2 separate regions of the Dromaius novaehollandiae genome follow, and region 2 is linked to region 1. Evidence: chromatin contacts called from public Hi-C data. All regions are on one chromosome and are shown on one strand. The core of a region is the stretch at or near the end of the contact, and the rest is flanking DNA. Distances in the headings are between cores, read along the strand shown.

The links. A called contact is a pair of places that touch in the nucleus more often than the background predicts.
Region 2: a Hi-C map of ovary shows a contact between it and region 1, with 2.2 times the contacts expected there. The contact joins the promoter of CHCHD7 here to the enhancer-like site in region 1. A contact is called at or near these places in 3 of 4 Hi-C or Micro-C datasets (brain, liver and ovary).

Annotation. Positions count from the first base shown.
Region 1 is chr2:134,962,291-134,969,390 of bDroNov1.hap1, reverse strand. No RefSeq gene overlaps it. Among named protein-coding and RNA genes, the nearest start is that of SDR16C5, 31 kb to the right of the region's middle. Within about 2 kb of position 2,575, at least 2 of the 2 cell types and tissues checked have open chromatin away from gene starts, as enhancers often do.
Region 2 is chr2:135,031,336-135,038,435 of bDroNov1.hap1, reverse strand. CHCHD7 (coiled-coil-helix-coiled-coil-helix domain containing 7) reads left to right here and starts at 3,520. Exons shown (of 4, transcript XM_064505503.1): 1 at 3,520-3,827; 2 at 6,739-6,811. The coding sequence starts at 3,520. It overlaps PLAG1 (PLAG1 zinc finger), which reads right to left and starts at 3,499. Exons shown (of 4, transcript XR_010387966.1): 1 at 3,278-3,499.

The DNA of each region.
Region 1 (7,100 bases), core at 1,326-3,825:
TATTATCTGCATTCTTGTTGCAGCACAAAAATCTTTGCCTCATAGTGATTATGTACCATGCATTTAGTACGCAACCTGCATCAAAAGTCGTATGTATGTGCAAGCAGCCAAATGAGAGGATCTGTTTTCTCAGGTACCTCTCTAGGCATAAAGCAGATTCAGTCAGTGGAAAGCACTGAAGTGTCACAAACAGATCCAGCTACCATTAAAACTGCCATTCTACTGTCTAAGATTAATTCAAGAGCTTGCAGCTGTCCATCTGATGCCACACAGGCTGTAATGATATTCGTGATTGTATCTGCAGTGCACTTTTTTCCTAGTCTCCCAGTGTTTTTATTGGTGAAACAGAGAACAAAGATTCTCTATTCTCCTTCTTCATGCCACCCTTACTCTGTAGACCTCTTATCATATTTCCAGCTGTCTCTTCACCAGGTTTAGTAATCCTAATCTATTTTAACTGTTCTTTATAGGAAGACTATTCTATGGTTCAAAAATGATCCTTGCTAGGTTTCTCTCTACCTTTTTATTTCTGCTATGACCTTTCAGTCATGCACTTGGTATTCATAATACACTTATACTGATTTTACACAGTGATGTTATTTTTGTCTTGTTCAGTATTCATTTCCTAATAGTTCATAATATTTCCTTTCATTTTTATACCATTACTTAATACTGGGTTGGCATTTTCATGTAACTACCTTTTTATGGACAGCTTGGGTCCATCATTACATTTGTAGGCAAAGTTAGGATTGTTTTTTCCATATATATCATTTTACATTTGTCTACATAAATGTAATATCCTTTGCTATTTTGCTACCTCGTCACTCAATCTCTTGAGGTTCTTCTGCAGTTCTTCATTGTCAGCCCAACTCATTTTTACGTGCACCACCAGCAAACTGTGTGATCTTCCAAGTCGCACCTTTTTGTGGTCATTCTGGATATAGTGAACAGATCAGGTCTGAGCACAGGTTCTAAAGATTTTCTGTGTAGTCTGTGATAATTGACATTTATTCCTACATCTTGGAGTATTTTTTTAAACAACTATTAATCACATGGTGGCTTTCCTGTTAGTTTTTGTTAGTGTTATTTTCTGTAATCTTGTCAGATGTCTTTTATGAATCTATATAGACTATGTCTACTGGATCTCCATTTTCACGTGCTTATTGATTCCTTCAAAGAAGAGGCAGTAGATCTGCAAGGTAATATAATAGTTTTCCAAAAATACATGACATTCTATCTTTATTCTGCATTACCAGCACCAGTCATTTACAGGAACAGATAGTGCCTCTGCTTAGTATAGGTAGAGATATACTGAATGCTATGAATGACAATGGACACATAAAAACATGGAGAAAGAATATTTGTGGAATATATGATTTGTTTGCTTTTCTTTCTACTGCTTTGATAATCTTATAACAGAATTGCAACAGTATATGCATTGTACATCTACCATTCACAGTTTCCTCAATCAAGGAATATTGCTGATATAACTTACATTTTTCCATCCTGAGTGGTTACACACAGTCTGCTTCTCATTGGTTACCAGAAATTATTACTCTTTCCTATTCTATTGCAACAAAGATGTGCAAAATGCAAAGCACTGTTACCAAGCTTCTGTTTTGACCAAACACCAGTTTGTTCCGTGCTGTGAATAATAAAGTAAAGGAGTGCTGTGGCTGGAAAAAAATGGAAAAATTAATCTCGACAGGCATATTGTATTTAACTGTTCAGGTCACTAAATCTTCAGTCTTCATTGTGATCAATTAACTGCGGAAAATAAAATAGCAGATGTTATAGTGCTGAGGTGGGGACTACATGCCAGCCCAGTGTGGGTTTCAACAGGCAGCACCTACTCTACAGAAGAGATGGGATTACCTGGCCTCAGGCCTGGACATAGACCTACAAAGCCATTTAGCTTGAGTGGCTAAATTCTGCTACTGTTAATGGAAATGACTTTAGATAGAGAAATAGTCTGTCAGTCCATTCCCACCCTCCCACATCTTCCCACAGCCCTTGACATGCTCAAGCATGAGAATATGCTGTTTCCTCTGAGAGAAATGGGAAGGATTACGGACAATGTGCTAAGCTGTTCTGAGTCCTTCCTGCAAGCTTGCAGTGATGAATAATTGCTAACTACCAACACACTGCTCACATGTAGAGTTCAGGAAGGATCTCTCTTGGGTCTTTTATTTTGTCAGCCTCAAATGGTCAGGTGGCATGGACTCAGATACTAGAAAGAGGTAGGTGATGAACTGCTCAATCTATTAGTTACTCCATACAACCATCCTGCTTTTGTCCTGTTGGCTCTGTACTTGGACAAAGTTAGCCCAAGGATGGAAAACAGCTGTGTGAAACAGAATCCATGCAAGAATCAGGAAGTGAGGAAAGCCTTTCTGTGGAGTGCAAAATGCAGTCTACTTTGGAGTTAGTCGATCCACATCTGTAATTGATCAACTGAATCCATAATTTAGAATTCCTCTTGCATTCCTCGATTGTGCATTCCTTGATTGTGCTAAGTTCAGACATAGCATTACCCATGAGTAATGCTTACTATGAGCTTTGATTGGCTAGAAGACCCTATCCCATGCTGGCAGACAGTGACACGTTACTCAGTTATTCATGCTTCACTTGCTTCCTGGCTGGACTACAAGAGTCTGATATATTTGGTCACCAAACTTTTCAGCACTTAGAACAATCCACCTAGAATAAAAAGCCCTCAGCCATGCTGTTTATTTTGAGTATATCAGATCTGTCCTCGGCTGTCTACATTCTCTTCCTGTAAAGAAGTCAAACCCAAGTTTTGTCCGTCTCATCACAGCGGGGTTTCCCGCAATAACCAAAAAACATCTAGAGCCTTGTGCTGACAGCTACGCCTGTCCCTGTAGAGCATTCCCCCTGCTCCCAGTCTCCACCTTAGTAGGGATAAATGCTGTCATAAAAGTTGTCTATCAAGAAGACAGAATGTTCTTGGAGGCCACTCTGAAATTGTGAAATAAATATCCTGGGAAATAAGGACAGTTGCAAACCTGACTTTCCAATTGTGTACAAGACACAATTATTTGACTTTCTCTAGCAAAAACACTGAAGCAACATAAATATTTATAAACAAACCAACCCTACCAAAAGACAACACTTCACTGCCCAAGCATCTCCCCTTGGGAAGAAGATGAGAGGACAAACAGCATGCAACAAGCAAGTCATGCTGCTTAATATATCTTGGAATGATTTTCTAATGCCATGCTAATAAGTGAGGTATAAAGAATTTTTGCAAAGCTGAGCAGAACAGAGCTGAGAGCCTAGTTCCCATGATGTGAGCTGGTCCTGATGTGACCCTGACACCTGCTTCTTTGAACAACGTGTAAATGGGTAAAAAGTAAACACACCCTTTCCTTCAAATGCATTTGGTTCTGCCATTTGAACATTTGAAATACTGTCGTAGGGTGTGACATACAAGTTGTGAACACTCAACATTTTTCTCATGCCGTAGTCAAGTTCTTATGTTTGAGGCCCAAACCCTGCAAAAACGCCCCCAATTTTCTTCTGTGCTCGGTCCCAAATCCCTTGTCCAATGAATACCAGCCTCTACTTCCTCCATCAGATCCCAGTTTTTTATGCAGCTTACAAAGCTTCCTTGTCCATGACAAAAGCTCTTAGGCAGACTAAACAAATAAATAAAATCAAATTAATTCCCCAGCTAAAAAAGTATTTGTCATACTGATAGGAAAGTGCAAAACCTAATACTAATGAGACAATAAAACTAAATAAAGATAATGTCTGTATTTTAATCTCCTACCTTTCATAAGAAAGCTACTTACGCAACAGAAACCTAAAAATATATAACACTTAAATTGTAAGCCATTTCAATGATTAACAGAATTGTAAGCACTTAAAAGAAAAACAGGGTTTTGGAAACCTGGTGACAGAGATTCCTGTCAAAGTTTCATGAAGGACTTGTCAGAGCAAACAAACTTCCGTGTTACGTATTTCTTCTTATATAAATAAGTACAAACTGTGTCTGCACAGGAATACTTTTTTTTAGTGGTTATGACCATTGCTTACGGTGCCATGCAAACACAAGGTATTATTATTATGTGTTTTCTCTACAAAAATACAAATTTGTAGCACTGCCAAAAAACATTCAGAGTTTAATTTATAGCTTCACAGTTTAATTTGTAGAACTACTTAACTCAGATGGAGATTTATTGATCGCTAAAGGTCATGCTGGAGCTCACACCACTGGAGCCTTAGATAATAGAGAAGATATTGAGTCTAGCAATCATTAATTGAAGCTTGCTTTCTTTCAGACTCTAAGTAAATCCCAGAGCAACCACAGAATCTTTCCTGGCACTTTTCTTATTCTTCATATGTTCTTACCCTTCACAGAGGCAAGTTCTCCTTTTTACAAGAAGCAGTATTTCACCTCTTGTTCTGAGGTTTTCGGAGATAGTGAAAGATTGAGCCACTGGAAATTAATTTCAAAAGTTGGCCAGGATAACATTTCTCTATTCTGAGGTGAAATGTGAATTGTACTGTACTTACCCTTTAATTAATTGTATGCATCTAGAATACTCTGTGATACGAACTAACATTCTCTGTGTTTTACTGTAAAATTAGTGTTTGCGTTACCTTACCCCTTGCTGAACTATGTGCATACCTGCACACACTGACATGTAATTTATAGCTGAATGCCATAACCTGAGGAATTCGTTTTATGATTTCTCCGCATCACGCTCTAATTTTAGAAATAACAAGTAGCTGGAAAAACACAAAGAAATTCTAAGAACACGCATGCCACCAAAATCGGTAAATGTGATTAAAGAGGGGAAGTTTCAAGGCAATAGTTTATTTTGGGGATGTAGTTTTTGATTCATTTTATATTTAAATCAGTTGAGAAAACTAGCTTCTAGAGAGGAAAGAAATTATACATGCTCCGTAACAACATATTCCCTCTTTCCTATTTCATTCTTTACTTAATTATATGCTTGTCTGCCTTCAAGTATTTTCCTATCATATTATTTAAAGGCAGTTATCTAACACCCTACCCAGCCCCCTACATCATCAAACAGAAGGCAAGGAATTAGGAACAGGGAAAATTCTGAACTATTTACTGCTAAGTAGAGTAAACAGTTTACACAGTTTACACAGAGATTATTTAGAAGTTACCTTGTCTGAAAATACTTCTTTTACTGTTTTACATACAATGTGTAAATATATATTAAAGTAACTTACCTTTTTTTGCTGCTTTACAGGGAAGAGCTAAGAGTCCAGCTAGATTTAGTATTAGACTGAGTATGAGTTATGTGCTTTTTTAATGGATAAACAGAACGGTATTTGTGAAAAAATAAACAACAATTTTCATGGCAGCATTTTGTTTAAGAGACAATAAGAATGACCATAACATCCTGACAAGTCCTAAATATCACATAGAAAATGTTATCTAAAGAAGGACTATATCTAAACAATCCATTAATTCTGTAGTGACTAGAGAAGAAGTTTGAAATGCTAGTTTTAAGAATTTTAGAGCCATCTAGTTTCAGTCCTTTCTGTTCTGAACAATGAAACTATCTAGATTGTTGAAAATCTCAAGGTGATTTATGATAAGTAATATTATTTTCCTAGGTATAAAACTGAGGTGGCAAATAGAGAATATTTATTAGCTCATAAAATTGCAGAAGCCTCCTTCTCCTTTCTCATCCTCAGTAATTCTATCTAAAACCAATATGGTTAAGTCATACTATGTATGCATTCCTTTGCATCACTGAGATTCATTTTCATGTTATATTTGCAAGATTGCAAATAAAGAAACAAAAATAGATGAATCCATATGGCTAAGATCCCACAGTAGATACAATCATAGAAATTAATAAATTGCTGGCATTTGAGATCATCAGAGCTGTTTGCTTTCAGTCTTTTCACTTTCATTGAGTGAATCTTCAACAGACTGAATAATTTCTCTCAATGAAATATTCCAAGGTAAATAGGAAGGAGATTAGCACCACTTCTGAGTGCCAAGCTGACACTTAGTTAGCCCAGAAATTTTTAAGTGTCCCCCCTCACTAATTATAACTAAAAAAACCTCCTGTTAAATTCATATCTATATTAATATATAGTTTTTACAATATGCTTTTTAGATATTACTGTAATACTTTCTACATTAGTAATAGATATGATGGTCTTAAATTTCTGACACAATTCTTCGCGATGTGTTTGAAGTTCTCAGGTTGCAAATGGAGAAACACATTCACTTAAGCCATTTAGTTGAGAGAACAGTCAGTAATAGAGGCTTCAGAAACTGGAAATTGCCGATTTCTCACTCAGAGGGCATTCTGCCAGAGAATTCTGCTTGAGACTTATGGAAATTCTTGGACTAAATATATGCATGCATGGGACTGGAAAAAGCATATGAAGTACGTGTTTCTATAGGAATCCTATTAACCTAAAATATAACAAGATTTGAAAACACTTTTTCTTTACGAATCAGCTTGAAACAGACTGTAAGCATGACATCTTATTGCACATTTTTACTAGGTTTATAGTAATTGATGCTTGCTAATCAATATTCGGCAGAGAGAAGGAAGAGATCATGGGGAGAAAGGACACATTCTTAAGTGTTTAAGTAAAAATGTGTGTGCATTTTGCCACTTAAATTTCAACCGTTAGCTTCCCGATGACATATTCTATGTCTGAAGTAGAAAATGAAAATGAGCACCAGATAAAACAAGAAATGTGGATTTCAAATTAGTGTAAAATTTTACTTTTGAGATTCCTTATTTTAAAACAAGATATTTTAGTATTGATTTTCTAGTCTCACAGACATCTCTCTCAATAAAATATATAAGAACAGCTGCAGACTGTGAGATTGAAACAATGAATAAATAACACTTCTGCACTAGTATTTCCAGAGCCTGATGAAATTTATAGGACTTTTTCCCACAGCAACTGGCTTGTTCAAACATTTACTAACTCATGCTATACATAAATATTCAGACCTCTACTTTTGTAAATGCATGCCTAATCTGTGTGCCAGCTGAAAGGGACTCTCCATTTTCAGTTTCCTGCAGTGAGATGGACACTTATCTGGGAAGGCAGACTTAATTCCT
Region 2 (7,100 bases), core at 2,271-4,770, 68 kb before region 1:
CAGTGTAAGAAATATTTGGAAAGGAACTTCAAAGTACGAATTCTTACTAACTATAAGAAACACCTCCAAACCATGAAAAGACAGTTTTGGAAAAATGTTGAATTTCATCCCTTTATACGAACTGATTAATTTTTCTCCCCTAATGAGCCTTTTTTCAAGCCTAAGTGTAGTTGATGTGATTTAATTTTCACAACTGTGAGTCACTGGAAAACTTTGAGATTTCTTCCAAAATCTGTAACCACAAGACCATCCTAGTCAACAACTACTGTACAACAGCTTCTTTAGTCACACTTGCAGAAAAGGTACAGATCACTTGTGAACACACGCTATTGAACGCAGAGGGCTATCACAATTACATTCAACACCAAGAAGTTCAAAGAAAACTTTGCTGAAATAGCCTCCCTACTAGTTCAGTACTCCATCTTCCCTCTCTAGAGCCAGATACCTGTATTCAATTTTTAATCTAGAATTAAACACAAAGGCTACAAAAACAAAGCATGTGTAAAGGAAACGTGTAGTTCCTCATAAAGATATCAAATTGCCATATTAAGAGATGATGTTAATTTTTTTAATAGGACATTTAACTGAAAATTAAAATACATAGGAGATAACACAGACAAGCAGAACATTTCACATCATTACAGTTAAACATTTACAAATTAAAAATTAAGCAAAAAATTGTATCAGCCAAAACACATGCTAAAAGCATGCATGCACACACATATATGAAACTAGACCACAGTTAGGATGTTGTTTTTTTTTTTTTAAACAAAGCCAGAGGTAATTCTTCCAATGGATGTTATAATTACACACCTAAGGTGTACTTTTAAAAAACCCCTATTTTGGCCAATTAAAACCTGCAGTTATTTTCACTATTTTCAAAACCTTTTGGAACTGTTCAGAAGATTTAAGTATAGAACAAGCCCTACAATACTTTTGAACAAACTCAGGTGTCTCCAACAAAACTGAAGTTATTTAAAGTAAAAATAATGCACTTTGCAACTTTCACAAAACACCAGTGAAATTGTGTTACACACACAGGTCTCCTCTCAGAGAATTCAGAGCTAGCAGAACAGCAATAGGTTTTAATATTAACAACCTGAGACTATTTCATTTCTACAACATCCATTCCAAAAAACACTCTCCAAAACACAGCATTTTAATTAACACATAAGAAAACTACCCTGAAGACCTGCTATACACAAAAGAAATACTTTCATCCAAACAAATCTGCATGTTTTCCCCCTATCGAGCTGTATTAATTTATCAGACCAGGGCTGATTTAACACCTTTCCATTAAAAAAAAAAAAAAACAAAAAAAACACCACCACACCATCCCTTTGCTAGAGGCAGAGGTACTGCAGAGGTGATGATAACTATGGGAAAAGAGAAGCTGTCTCTTTAAAATGCCCTGCTATGTCCCTGATCCCACGTGGAACCAACATCAGCAGCACTTTCGCATTAACTTCAATGTGAGGCAAGATGAGGCATCATTATTTTATATAAATAAAACGAGGAGACTGCAGAATACATTCTTGGTAGGACACAAACAGGTGAACTGAGCATGCCAGGGAAACCAGCAACCAGCCGCAGGAGAGGTGCCCTGCCTCTGAGCACTCTGGGCTTTCCCTATGGAGCATTACCTCAACCCCATACTCCTCTGAAGAATCCAGTTTAAATAGAGGAGGGAGCCACCAGGAAAACTTGAAATTGAAAGGCAACGAAACCGTACTTTATAAACCGGAAAGGTTTACTCTCTGCTTCACACATCCTAATTAGATCAGGAAAGTGACACTACAAAGGCATTGCATTCCGGTCCCAAAGAAAAAAAAAAGAGGGAGAGAAAAAGACAGGGAAAAAGGAAAGAGCCCCCATCTCCAAAAATCCCCCAAACACACAAAAAACATTGAAAAGGGAAGTTATAAAGCAGCATATACAGCATTTATCTTATCTAGGATCACTCCACATTACCCCAAAGTTATGCACTTTCTGCACTATCATCTGCCCCTACCTCTCTCTCCTGAAAGGGATTTTCACGTTTTCTCATTGTCGGTGGCGAGTTATAAGAGGCTTTTGCCTTTCCAAAGAATTCATCAACAAAAAAAAATAATAAATATTAACTCCTTGCTCCCTGAAACCTTAAAACGGGCTCAGGAAGACACGGGTTTTATTCTGTTACCTTGAGGAAGAAAAGGGGGAGCTGCCCCGATTTTTAAGTATTTTTTGGCATTTTTTCTGATTTTTATTTTGTTATATGCCTCAGTTCTCCCTCCATTTTGGTTGTTTATGATACTGACAACAAGCTGTCCCTGCTCTCTCTCTCTCTCTCTCCGGATCTCTCCTGCTTTCAGTTAGCAAACCCCCCTCCCCAATGCAACACGACTCAGCACTTACTTGGGTTCACACTTTTCTCTAAGCACACACCGATGGGGAAGGGAAAAGCCTCCGGGTCACTCGGAGGGGGAGAGCAGGCAAATTCGTTTCTTTATTATGAAAAAAAAAACTTTTGTCCAAAAAACGCAGGGAAAGGGGGGTCGAGTGCCCCAAAGTCACTCCGGATCCCCCCAAAGACGGAGCCGCCGGGGCCGGGGGACACCCCACGGGTAGCCGGGTCCGCGGGGGAAATTTCTGTGCGAAATTCAGCCGATTTGAGGCGGGGGGCGAATTTATATTAATTTTTTCCCTCATTTTTCGGCACCGCGGTCTCTAATGTCTTCCGCTCCCTCTCGCCGCTCTCGCCGCTGTCACTGCATTCACAGCACAGGCTCCGCAGAGGCGAGCAGGGGAGGGGGCGGCCGCGCAGCTCCTGCCCCGCGCCGCCGCCGCCGCGGCCCCGGCCCCGGCCCGCCGCGGGGGTCGGCGGCGGGCACCCCGCGCCCTCCTGCCGTCCCCCGGGCAGACCGCTGCCTCGCCCGCTTGCTCGCGAACCAGTATAGCGCCGCGGGGAGGGAGGGGAGGAGTGGAGGAAACTCCTGAGAGAGGTTTCTCTGAAAATCATCTCTTTCTCCCTGCGAGGAAGAAAGGAGGGGGGCACCGCTCGCATCCCCTCCCCTGTTTTTCCCCTCAAGGGGGGTCCGACGCAGGGCGGTGGGGGGCTGAGGGAGACGGGGGGAGAAGGATGGAAGGGAGGGATGATTAACACAAACTTTTCCTCACTGCTCGCTGCTCCTCTCCTCTCTCCCCCCTCCTTCTCCTCCTCCCCCTTCATAATTTAAATAACCCTGATATTTCCCTGCTAAACCCCGGCGCCGGCCCCCCAAACCCGCAGCAGACTCACCGCGGGAGCCTCAGCATCCCCTCTGCGCCCCGTTTCCACCCTTTACAGTGTTCTCCGATTTTTCTGTAATTTTTTCCCCATATTTCGGGCTGGACGCGGCGGGCCTGGAAATTGTTTGCTTTCCCGTCTTTCCAGCAGCCATTGTAGTGTATGCGCTGCGGTGCAGCCCAGCCTGCCGCACACGCCGCGCCCACACCGCCCGCCGCCCACACGCACCGCGGGTTGGACGCCTCCCCCCGTCAGTCAGCGCCGCGGCCGCGCCCCGCCGCCGGCGCCTGCGGCCCGCGCCGCCCGCACCGTTGGTGGAAGGAGGCGCCGCTCAAGCCCGGGGCGGGCCCGCCGCCGCCGCCATTGGCGGCCCGGCCGTGCCACTCAGCGCCGCCGGGGCGTGGGCGGCGGCGGCGCTGGGCCGGGGGGAGCCGCGAGGCCGGGAGCGGGGTAGGCTGCGCCCGTACTTAAGCGGGCTGCCCGAGCCGCTGACGTCTTTCGAATTGGAGACGGGGCTGCCCCCTCCCGCCGCGGGTTCCCGCGGACGCGGCCGGGGACGGAGGTGAGTGCCGCCGCCGCCGCCGGGGACCCGCGCCGCCCTCCTCCCGGGCGCCGCTCCCCCTGTGCAGTGCCGCTCCGGCTTCGGCTCCGGGGTGCGCTCGCTCGTCCTGAGGGAGGTGGGGGGAGCCCTGCCTCGTCGGGCGGCGGCGAGGGAGCCGCGGGGCCGGGCGGTGGCGGCGGCGGGCTGCGCTGCGGCCGGGCCCGGGCACCGCTCTCCGCGGCAGGTGGTGCCGAGCGCGGCCTGCGCGCGCGCGCCGGTGGCGGTTGGGGCGCCGGTGGCGGTTAGGCGCGCCGTTGCCCGCGCGGCGCAGGGAGAGCGGGACCGTGCCGCTGCCGCTCGGCGTGGGCCCCTCGCCGTCCGTGGGGGAGGCGGGCGCTGGCTGGCCCTGCGGTGGCCTCCTCTCACCGTCTGAGCCCGGCTCGCCCCCCTAGCCATGCTCCGGAGCCCGGGGCAGGCAGACCGGCTCTGTAGTGTGCAGCATGTAGACCTGCTCACTGCCTCCTTCCCCCTCCATTTTCCCCGTTGTAATATCGGTGAAAGCTGTAGTGGTTTTTACACAGCCTTTGCCCGAAGGTTTAATAGCCTGGTCTGTATTGCAGTATAACTAGCAATGCTCTATGTAAATATATACTTAAAAATCTTTTAATGGAAGGAGCCCATGGAAAATATCGTGATGGTTTATGAACTGAAAAAGCCTTAAGGTTGGAGAGTGCTAGCAACAAATATATTTCTCTGTGGTACAGTGCACAACTGTTAATGTGTTAAAACATAATTAAGAACTGTGGAATAGACAAGCCCTTGGTTGTGGTTGGGTTCAGACCTGTAGCCTTACAGCAGGAAGGGAAGCATGTAGATGTGTAAAAATTGTGGGAAAAGTTCACTTCCTGCCAAACTGTTAATTTAATCAAATAGCAGTGTTTGCATGTGACCTGCTTGCCCTTTCTAGCTGATAATGTTTCAGATTTTTGAAGAACTTTGGAAAGGGGAGGGAGGAGGGAATGTGTACAGGAACTATCAGACTTTTAATAGTACTAAGTACTATTAAAGCACTTTAGTTTAAGCACTTGCCTACTCTGAACTCAGCAGCTTCATGGGAGCCCAAACTGCCCGTTCATTAAGTAGGTGTTCAGTGTATTCTACACATTGTTTTCCTAGATTTGGCACATTAGTAGACCCTGGTACTGTAATCAAACTGAAAATGTTAACTCCAATGTGTATAATGAACAGTGCTGATGGTGCCCACAAATCATTTGGGAATCATCTTTGAGGAGAAGACTGAAGTCAATTAATACTGTACACCTTAAAACATACTTGCTTTGGTGGTACTTACTAACACTTCCAAAATCAGTGTAACACTGAGTTACAACTGGATGTAAACAAACCTCTGAAAATCTTGTGTCCATAGTACTGACTTAGATGAGGTATTGTGGTATGCTGCTTCTGTTTTTTTGTTTGTTCCTGCTTTCAAATCTGGGATAATGCTATTGTTCTGCTTGCCTGTGTCCCCATTTTAGTTCTAAGTGCCTGGTCAAAAAATACTCCTGCACCCATTTAAGGAAAAAAAAAAAAAAAAAACAACTTAGCTAGCTATTAAAGCTAGCTTAAACACTGGATGGTTCTCAAAGGAAAGTTGAAGGGTTTCCTGATGCTTTTTTTAAGACCTGTGTCCATAAAATTGTTTGTGTCAATGGGGAGTAAAAGAAAGTGCTCTAGCTGCTATGAGATTATACTGAAGTTCTAAATGTGAAAATTAAGGTTTATTTACTCTGTTTACTTTTACTGGAGGAAAAAAACCTTCTTCTAGAACATTGTTTTCGGTGAGTTTCTCTGTGGGTAATGGCCAGCAGTATTTGACTTTTTGGTAGCTGATATTGCACAGAATCAGCTTTTTACTGCAGACCTACAGTAATCAATCACAAACATGAACAGAAACACATTTGAGCATGGACTTAGGAGCAATATCTTAAGAAAAAAATAAACTGAGACCAAGCAAAGGTGCTGTTTCTTCATCTCTGTAGTCAACTGTACTTCAGTTTTGCTGTTAAGGACCATCTTTTCCTCAGTCCTGTGTTCCTATGTGTGTTGGCTCAAACAGTCACGTGGTAAACATTCATTTAGCTTTTTTGTTAGAACTGGTCTTTGGAACTGCTGCTTTCACCACCACATCTCTTCCAGAGCTAATGCATGGGATGTAGCAAAGGGTCTGCTGATAACATCAAGAAGAGCAATCTTGAATCAACTAGGCTATTGGCACTGGATTCTCACTGTCTCTCAAGCTCACAGTTCCTAGACTCAGTGCCAGGCTAAAACTGGTCAAAAATGAGGTTTCAGGCTGTCAAGCATGCTGTAAGTGGCTATCTCCTTGCAGAGAAACAGCTTTTTTTCTGTTGTCAAATACCTGTCTGATACAGCAATATAGGAGAAAGCTTCTATACATCTGGGAAAGATCAGTAAAGGATGCAGATGTCATGATCCAGTCAAAGAGTAGGTACAAGTCTGGGGAAGTTTTTTTGTGCTTTGCTTCCCAGCCCCGTTAACTGAAGGATGAGTGTCTGAAGTGTTGGCTGTTTCATGTAGCTGTTTGTCCAAAATACTAGACATGTTAACCTGCTTAGCAATGTGACAGGCTGGTGTAAGGGACACCACAGTGGCTTCACTCCTGGTAGGAATTTATCAGGTAGTAACCATCTTGGTGATGGACTAAACTGGTTTGAGTTGTCTTGCTGTTAGACAGTGCCTTTCTTTCTTTCCCCTCCCCTTTGAAATACAATTTTGCAAAACAGTTGTTTTCTTTAAGCTATTTGTGCAGAACTGAGGTCTTCACTAGATGCTGAGAAGGAAATTCAAGTTTAATCCTCCAATGCAACAAAAAATACATATCTAATGTGCTTCTTTTTTGTTTCTAACCAAGGTGCAAGCATCCATCTAGAAGGTCCAGACATGCGCAACAGCTTAGAGACCATAATACAAACCCATGTGTAGTGGTAAGATCAAATTGTGATTTCTGCTTATACATTTTTAGGCTAAAATATTAAGATAATTCTTGCAGAAATTGCACTGTGGGTAGCACTTTTGCATGAAGATCTTGCATAAAATTTCTTTAAGAGTTTGAAGTGGGGGAGGGGGGAGGGGGCAGAGACAAGCTGAAAATCACTTTGTAGCAAGTGTGAAATGGCAACCAGTAATTCTTCATAAATAGGAGTAACACAAATAGTAGCAATCTTCTGAAATTTGTGTCCTTAATTTAAGAGTCAAATCCTGGTTAGACAAGGT